Regions from separate parts of the Pan troglodytes genome. Here region 1 is linked to region 2. The links are chromatin contacts, called in public Hi-C maps. All regions are on one chromosome and are shown on one strand. The core of a region is the stretch at or near the end of the contact, and the rest is flanking DNA. Distances in the headings are between cores, read along the strand shown. Region 1 holds the start of SYT8 (synaptotagmin 8). Region 2 holds the start of CTSD (cathepsin D).

Evidence for each region. A called contact is a pair of places that touch in the nucleus more often than the background predicts.
Region 1: a contact with region 2 is called in a Hi-C map of stem cell-derived neural progenitor cells, with 2.9 times the contacts expected there. The contact joins the promoter of SYT8 here to the promoter of CTSD in region 2. A contact is called at or near these places in 1 of 7 Hi-C or Micro-C datasets (stem cell-derived neural progenitor cells) and 1 of 1 datasets of contacts at active chromatin or transcription factors (stem cell-derived excitatory neurons).

What each region holds. Positions count from the first base shown.
Region 1 is chr9:6,092,409-6,095,780 of NHGRI_mPanTro3-v2.0_pri, forward strand. SYT8 (synaptotagmin 8) reads left to right here and starts at 1,283. Exons shown (of 9, transcript XM_009459679.4): 1 at 1,283-1,360.
Region 2 is chr9:6,021,883-6,025,258 of NHGRI_mPanTro3-v2.0_pri, forward strand. CTSD (cathepsin D) reads right to left here and starts at 1,926. Exons shown (of 9, transcript XM_016920115.4): 1 at 1,668-1,926. The coding sequence starts at 1,735.

The sequences.
Region 1 (3,372 bases), core at 33-2,532, 70 kb after region 2:
GTTTTCTCCTTCCTGCCCTGGAACCTCAGACGCCCGTCTGGCTGTGAAGGCGCCCATATACTGGGGAAGGTACAAAGCCCCTACACAGCTGGCTGCAGAGAACCGCGCGCGGGGCACGTAGCTCAGCTGTACCCTGGGGCCAGCGTCGAGCCACCCCCTGCATGTCTCCCCTTGCTTGCCTAAAAGCCCCACTAGGGCAGCCTCTGGCCCTTCTCATCCCAGACTGAGTCAGACTAGGAGACAGACCCATGCCCTGTGCAAACACCAGAAGGACGTACACGTCCCCACACGCCCAGGGCCGCGTGTGACCGGACGGGCCCAGACGTGCACATGCATGCCCACACGTCCTCCTGCTGTGGCCCGAAAGCATCCTCGGAGCCTGGGCTATGTCCTCCACACTTGCTGCCTGACCAGCCCCACGGGGCCGGCCCCGCTGGGACAGGTTTTCCCGTTAAGCATTAACCACCAGCAGATAAGGGCTCTGAGGGAACGCCCTGACCTGGGATGGCTGCTCCACGGTAGGCCCAAGTCACGGATTTGACTAGAGTGACCAGACTAACTGGCAGAGCAGAGGGAGGGGAGCTTAGGCTATAGGCTCTGCTCGGGGGTCCAACTAAAGCAAGAGGCACTGAGGTTAGACCAGAGTAAGGACTTCCAGCCACTCGCCCAGGGGCCAGCTGATAAGAGGATCACTCATTAGGAAACCAAGAACTCAAGGGATTGGGTCAGCCCAGCAGGAGACAAAGGCACAGAGGGGAATGGCCCGAAGGTGCCTGGGGCTGGAAGCAGAGGCAGCGGCAGAGCCAAGCCGGCCCACCTGGCTCTCTGAGTCCCCTGCCCCACACTGCCCAGGGCAGCCCCCGCCCGGCCCCTACCCTCCTCACACTTGCTTCCCCGCAGCCCACAGCACCTGAGGATGCCCTCTTCCGAGCCAGGCGGCCCTGCACCTCAGGACCCCTCCCCGTCGCGCAGAACCTGCTCAAACCAGGTTCAGCCAGGCCACCTCCTGCTGCCTCTCACCAAGGCCAGCCTGACGGGCCCATCGCCCCCTCCTGCAAAGCTAGGTAGGGCTCAGGGTGCCCCCAGCCCCAAGGGACCCTTGGAAATAGGCTGGAGCCCAGATGCTCAGCCTCTGCGACTCGGGGAGACCTTCCTCCCGAAGGGAGTTGCCCAGCTCTCACGGGCCAGCAGTTCCGGCCACAAGGTGGGGCTCCTGCAGCCCTGCCCCCCGCACCCCCTCCTACCCCAGGAGAGAGTTCCCCGTCACCAGAGGCAGTGCTGTCCGAGAGCTGGACCCGCCTTTGGGTGTCTGAGAGGAAGGCCTGGTGGCTGGCCGGCCACAGGAAGTGGTGGGCGTCAGGTGAGAGCATTTACACCTGGGGGGCTGCCAGCCCCAGCACTCGGGGAAACGTTGCTTTTCCAGAGGAAGGGCTCACGGAAAGGTGTTCCCACGGAAGCAGAAACCATTCCGTGTAGACTCACCATGGAGGGAAGCATTAGCAAGCCTGAAATGGTGCCCGCCTTGGGCTAACATGAAGTCTAAAGGAGGGGGCTCACCCCCGTTCTGCCTGGTGGGGGCTGGGGGCCCTAACGTGGTGGAATTCAGCACAAAACGTCATGGCAGGTCTGGGGGTCCTGGGGTGACCAGGGAGGGTTCCCTGGAAGAGGTGGGCTCACACTGGCCTTGGAGGGTGAGTCGGATGGGGATGCGGAGGGGCCTTCTAAGCAGCTTGGCAGCTGCAGGAGCAGAGCAGCCGCCTTCGTGGGGAGAGAGGAGCCGGTTTCCAGAGCCTTAAGGAGCCTCCTGGAGCGGTGGCCAGGGGGGAGCCAGGGAGGAAGGACCGTCTCCCTTTCCTGGGAAAACATGGCGTGAACTCCCAGAGAAGGTTTTCCCAGCAGGGCTACAGGAGACAGACAGCCAAAGCTAGACAACGGGGAGAGCAGCCCCGGGAGGCTCAGGCAGGGAGGGCGGGGGATTCCCAGATCTGGGAGGGGAGACCCGAGAGCCCCCAGCGCCCAAGGGTCTCCAGGGCACTGTCCCCGGGAGCCATGAGGGAGGCCGGGTCCCGAGGGGCGGACGGCGCCACCTGGTGGCCATGCGCCCGCTGCACCTGCACCTCCCTGGGGTCCCGGCGGTCCGGAGGGACCCCGCACCTCCCCAGGCTTTGGGACCCCCAGCATCGGCAGTCAGCGCCCCCAGGGTCCTGGGGTTCTCCGGAGCAGCTTCTGGGTGGCCCCTGTGCTCCTCTGGGGACAAGGTCACCAGGCTGGCCCAGGAGTGCTGCTGGCCGGCCGCGGCAAATCACTGCAGGGGAGCTCTCTCCGCCCGGCCCTGACTGTTCTTAGAGTAAAGGAGGGGGGACGCCAGCAAAGCGGGGGCACAGGGGAGGGGCGCACGCACACGCACACGCACACGCACACATGCCCGCACTCACAGATGGAGATTCTGTATTGGCAACTTATCCAGAATCTCAACCATAAAAATCTGGAGTGAAGCTACTTTAATCTCAGCATGTATACAGGCTCTGACATTTCAAAAAGAGAAGTTGCCTTGAAACTCCACGTAGGGAGGAGGCAGTGGCCTGTTTGAATCTGGCCGGCACAGTCCCGCTCCAGGGACCCTGTGGACCCAGCCCATTCCATCAGCCACCAGTAGGGGCGCTCCGCCAGCCACGTGTGGGACGCCCGACCCACCTGGGAGTGTCCCCCAGGAGCTGAGGGGCTGCCGAGGCCCGTGAGCTTCGCTGCACACCCACACTGCATCTGCAGGGGACTCACCCAAGGGGTCCCCCGAACACGACAAGCTCCGTCATTTGTGAGGCCCAGTGCAGAATGAAAATGTGCAGCGTCTTGTTCCAAAATTAAGAATTTCAAGATGGCCCCAGCACGCATTAAACCAAGCAGGGACCCCTCTGAGCATGGGGCCCTGCGCACAGGGTGCAGCCTGGAAAGCTGGCCCTGACCTCCGCATCTCCTTTTTGTACCTATAATCCCTCCATTGTGCTGGCCCCTGTGTTCTGGGGACAGGCTGGGCTTCCCAGGCCATGCCGGCCTCCAGAGCCACAAAACTAGAGCTCCCAGCCTCGGTCCACTCGTCTGTAAAACACCTGGCCTGCTGACCTCACAGGGACAACATGCGTGTGGGGCTGGAACCTGGACCCTCCCTCCCCTCCTTGAGCTGCAGCCCCCTCCTCTGAACACCGGGGGTTTGGGTCCGTTCTGGGAGTGCAGCTGCCTCTCCCAGCCTGCCAGGGAGTGGGGCAGTGATGCTGTGTGCGCGTGCGTGTGTGTGTGTGTGTGTGTGTGTGTGTGTGTGTCTGGAGTCATGGCAGGGTCCCTTTCTGTCTGTCTCCTTGCTCTGCCCCAGACCGG
Region 2 (3,376 bases), core at 676-3,175:
CCTCACTCCATGCGGCTCCATGAGGTCCAGGACTGCACCTGGGGCCTTAGAGGCTTCTGTGCTGCCCCCCCCACCGCCCTGCCTCCCCCGACAGCTGCACTCAGGGTACCCCTCCAGAGTCCTGTCACCCAGCACACCGCCAGCCAGGGTGCAGGAGGGAGCTCCAGACTGAGATCAGGGGTCCTGAGTTCTAAACCCAGGAAGCGAGTAACAGAGAGAGGGGTCCCTGCCCCTCCCCCAGGGCCACTGGCCTTCCCCTTGGTGTGAACCCACTCCTTGTTCCAAGGAAGCTCCCCTGGGCTTTTAATCACTTAAATAAAACCTCTTCCCTGCCCCAGGGACTTGAGAGTACAAGGTCATAGCCGGCTTTTCCTGGCTTGTCAGGGGCGTGGTCCGGGAAGATGAGATTATTGCCTAAGAGCTGGTGGGCTGGAAGAGCTCCAGGTTTTGTCCTGGGGGAGGGACACGCCCTCCAGGGACCCAGGAAGCAGGTGTAATAGTATCAGTCGCACAAGAGCTGGAATCAGGTGAGGGCTTGGATTCAGCTACCCTTCCCTCCAAGAAGCCCCAGGATCGTTTCCCCTCTGCTGTGTCTGCCCTCCTTGGAGAGGGGAGGCCTGTGGATAGGCTGGCAAGGTCAAGGCAGGCTCAGGCTTGTGGCTACTCCCCTACAACGACTTTAATTGGGACTACCCGCCCCGGGGCCATTCCCCACAGCCTTTGGTGAGGCTCAGTCCTACCCAGCCCACTGCTCCTGCTGGCCCAGCCAGCTCCAGCCCCTGCAGCCTTCTGACCTCACCCACCTGCCCAAAGGCAGTGGACCCATCGCAGATCCCAGGTCTCCCACAAAGGCCCAGAGCAAGGGTGGGGCAGGTGCCCAATGGGATGGGTCAGCATACCCCTCCTGGGAATGCAGGCTGCCTTGCAAGGGCTGGGGAGGGGGTCAAGGAAGCAGACTGCAGCATGGCCCTCCTCTGCCCAGCTGGTCAGGCATGGCCGGGCCCCATCCCATCCAGGCCCAATCGGTGGCCTCACCTGGCACAGGGGATCGGCCTGAGGAGCGTGTGGGCCTCACTACAGCACAACCCCAGGCCCGGGGTGGGTGAGCCGACCCACTCCCCATGCCTCCTCCTCTCTCAGGGACATGGGAACTCCTAGGGTCTCCCGGGGTCTCCCAGCCCAGGGCCTGTGATAAGAGCCGCTGGAGCAAACTTTTAAAGCCCCCAGTTCACAGGTGGTAAAGGGGTCCTTAAGGAAATGGACTCGCCCAGACTCGGGGGCTCTGAGGCCTGACTTAGGTCTCCAGCAACAAGGGCGCTCAGTACAGACCCCAATTCCACCTGCCCCGAATGAGCACTACCTCCCCTCGCCCCGCCCCGTCTCCAGGGAGGCTGCGGTCAGTCTGCAGTCCTCAAGGTACAACCCAGGGTGGCATGGGGGAGAGGCATCTGGCGCCTCTGCCCCAGGTCCCCTGCACCTCCGGAGCCCGGCGCCCCGTAGGCGGGTGGTCCGTGCAGGAGGCCGCGCAGGGCGGCACAGGTGCATTCCAGCGCGGGGGGCGCAAGGGGCTCGTGGGGGCCACAGGGGAGCGCGAAAGTCACCACAGGCCCCGGGACCTCGGCGCCGCGACCCCGCCCGTCCCTGAGCCCCGGCCCCTGAGGCTTCACCTGACGAGCGCGGAGGCGGGTGCAGCCAGCAGGCAGAGGGCGAGCAGCAGAAGACTGGAGGGCTGCATGGCGGCGGCGGCCGGGTCGGAGAGGGTCGCCGAGGCCGTGCGCTTATAGCCGGGATGACGCCGCAGTTGGGCCGGATCAGCTGACCCGCGTGTTTGCACCCGGACCGGTCACGTGGGCGCGGCCGGCGTGCGCGGGGCGGGGCGGAGCGGGGCCTGGCCTGGGCGGGGCAACCTCGGCGCACGCGCACAGCGCCCGGGCAGGGGGGTGGTGCGCCTGCCGCGCCTACAGTTCCCGCCGCTCGCACCCGCGCCCGCGCCCGCCGGGTCAGCCCGGCTCAGCTTCTGGGGTCTGGAGGATTCCCGTTTCGGCCTGGCCCGGGGTCGTGGGGCGGCCCACCCTGGAGGGCCCCGCGGGGTGACCCCTGTCCCGGCCGCCGCGGCCGTCCCCGCGTCCAGGCCTGCGCGGGGCGCTGCGCCGTGGGCTCCTGCACCTGCTCCTCCCGGCGCCCCCTCGTCCCCCTCCGAGACGCTCCCAGACATCCTCTCTGGAAGCCTCTTGCAAACCAGGGTTAAATTCAAAGTCCCCAGCCCACCGAATGGACCCTCCGCTCCTCTACAGGGCTTCCAGAGAAACCTGGAAAACCAGCTCAGGCCCTGCCGCAAAGGGGGTCGGACCCGCTCCGCCCTCTCCCTCTGGGCGCTGTGCTTAGAGACTCAGGCCTCACCGATGGCTCTGTAGCCTCCAGATCCCAAATTCCAACCTCACACTGGCACAGCCTCACGTGGCAGACAGCAGGCCCGAAGGCAGGCAAAGTATTCCACCCTAAAATACATTCCTTTCCCATGTTTTGATATGGCACTACACAGCTGTCTCGAGGGGGCGAAATTCGCGTTTTCTAGAGAAGCTCCTTCCCTTAGGAGGTCGGGCACCTTTTGTCCACTCACGTCAACTCTTTTTTTTTTTTTTTTTTTTGAGACAGAATCTCGCTCTGTGGCCCAGGCTGGAGTGCAGTGGCATGATCTCGGCTCACTGCAACCTCTACCTCCTGGGTTCAAGCGATTCTCCTGCCTCAGCCTCCTAAGTAGCTGGGATTACAGGCGCGTGCTACCACGCCTGGCTAATATATATATACACACACACGTATGTATATATACACACACACATATATATAGTGTATATATACGCATATATATGTATATATATACACTATATGTGTGTATATACACGTATATGTATACATATACGTGTGTGTATATATACACACGTATATGTATACATATACGTGTGTGTATATATACACACGTATATGTATACATATACGTGTGTGTATATACACACACGTATATGTGTATATATGTTTTGTATTTTTAGTAGAGATGATGTTTCACCATGTTGGCCAGGCTGGTCTCGAACTCCTGACCTCAGGTGATCTGCCTGCCTCAGCCTTCCAAAGTGCTGGGATTACAGGCGTGAGTAATCCCACTTCAACTCTTTAGGCAAAACATAACTCTTTCAACCACTTGCCAATCAGGAAATCTTTGAATCCCCTATGACCTGGAAGCTGCCCCTGCCAACCCTGTTTCTAGGCTGAACCGATGTATATCTTACATATGTTGATTTATGGTTTTGGCCTGTAACATCTGTCTCTGTAAAATCCGTAAAACCAGGCCGGGCATGGTGACTGTTGCCTATAATCCCAG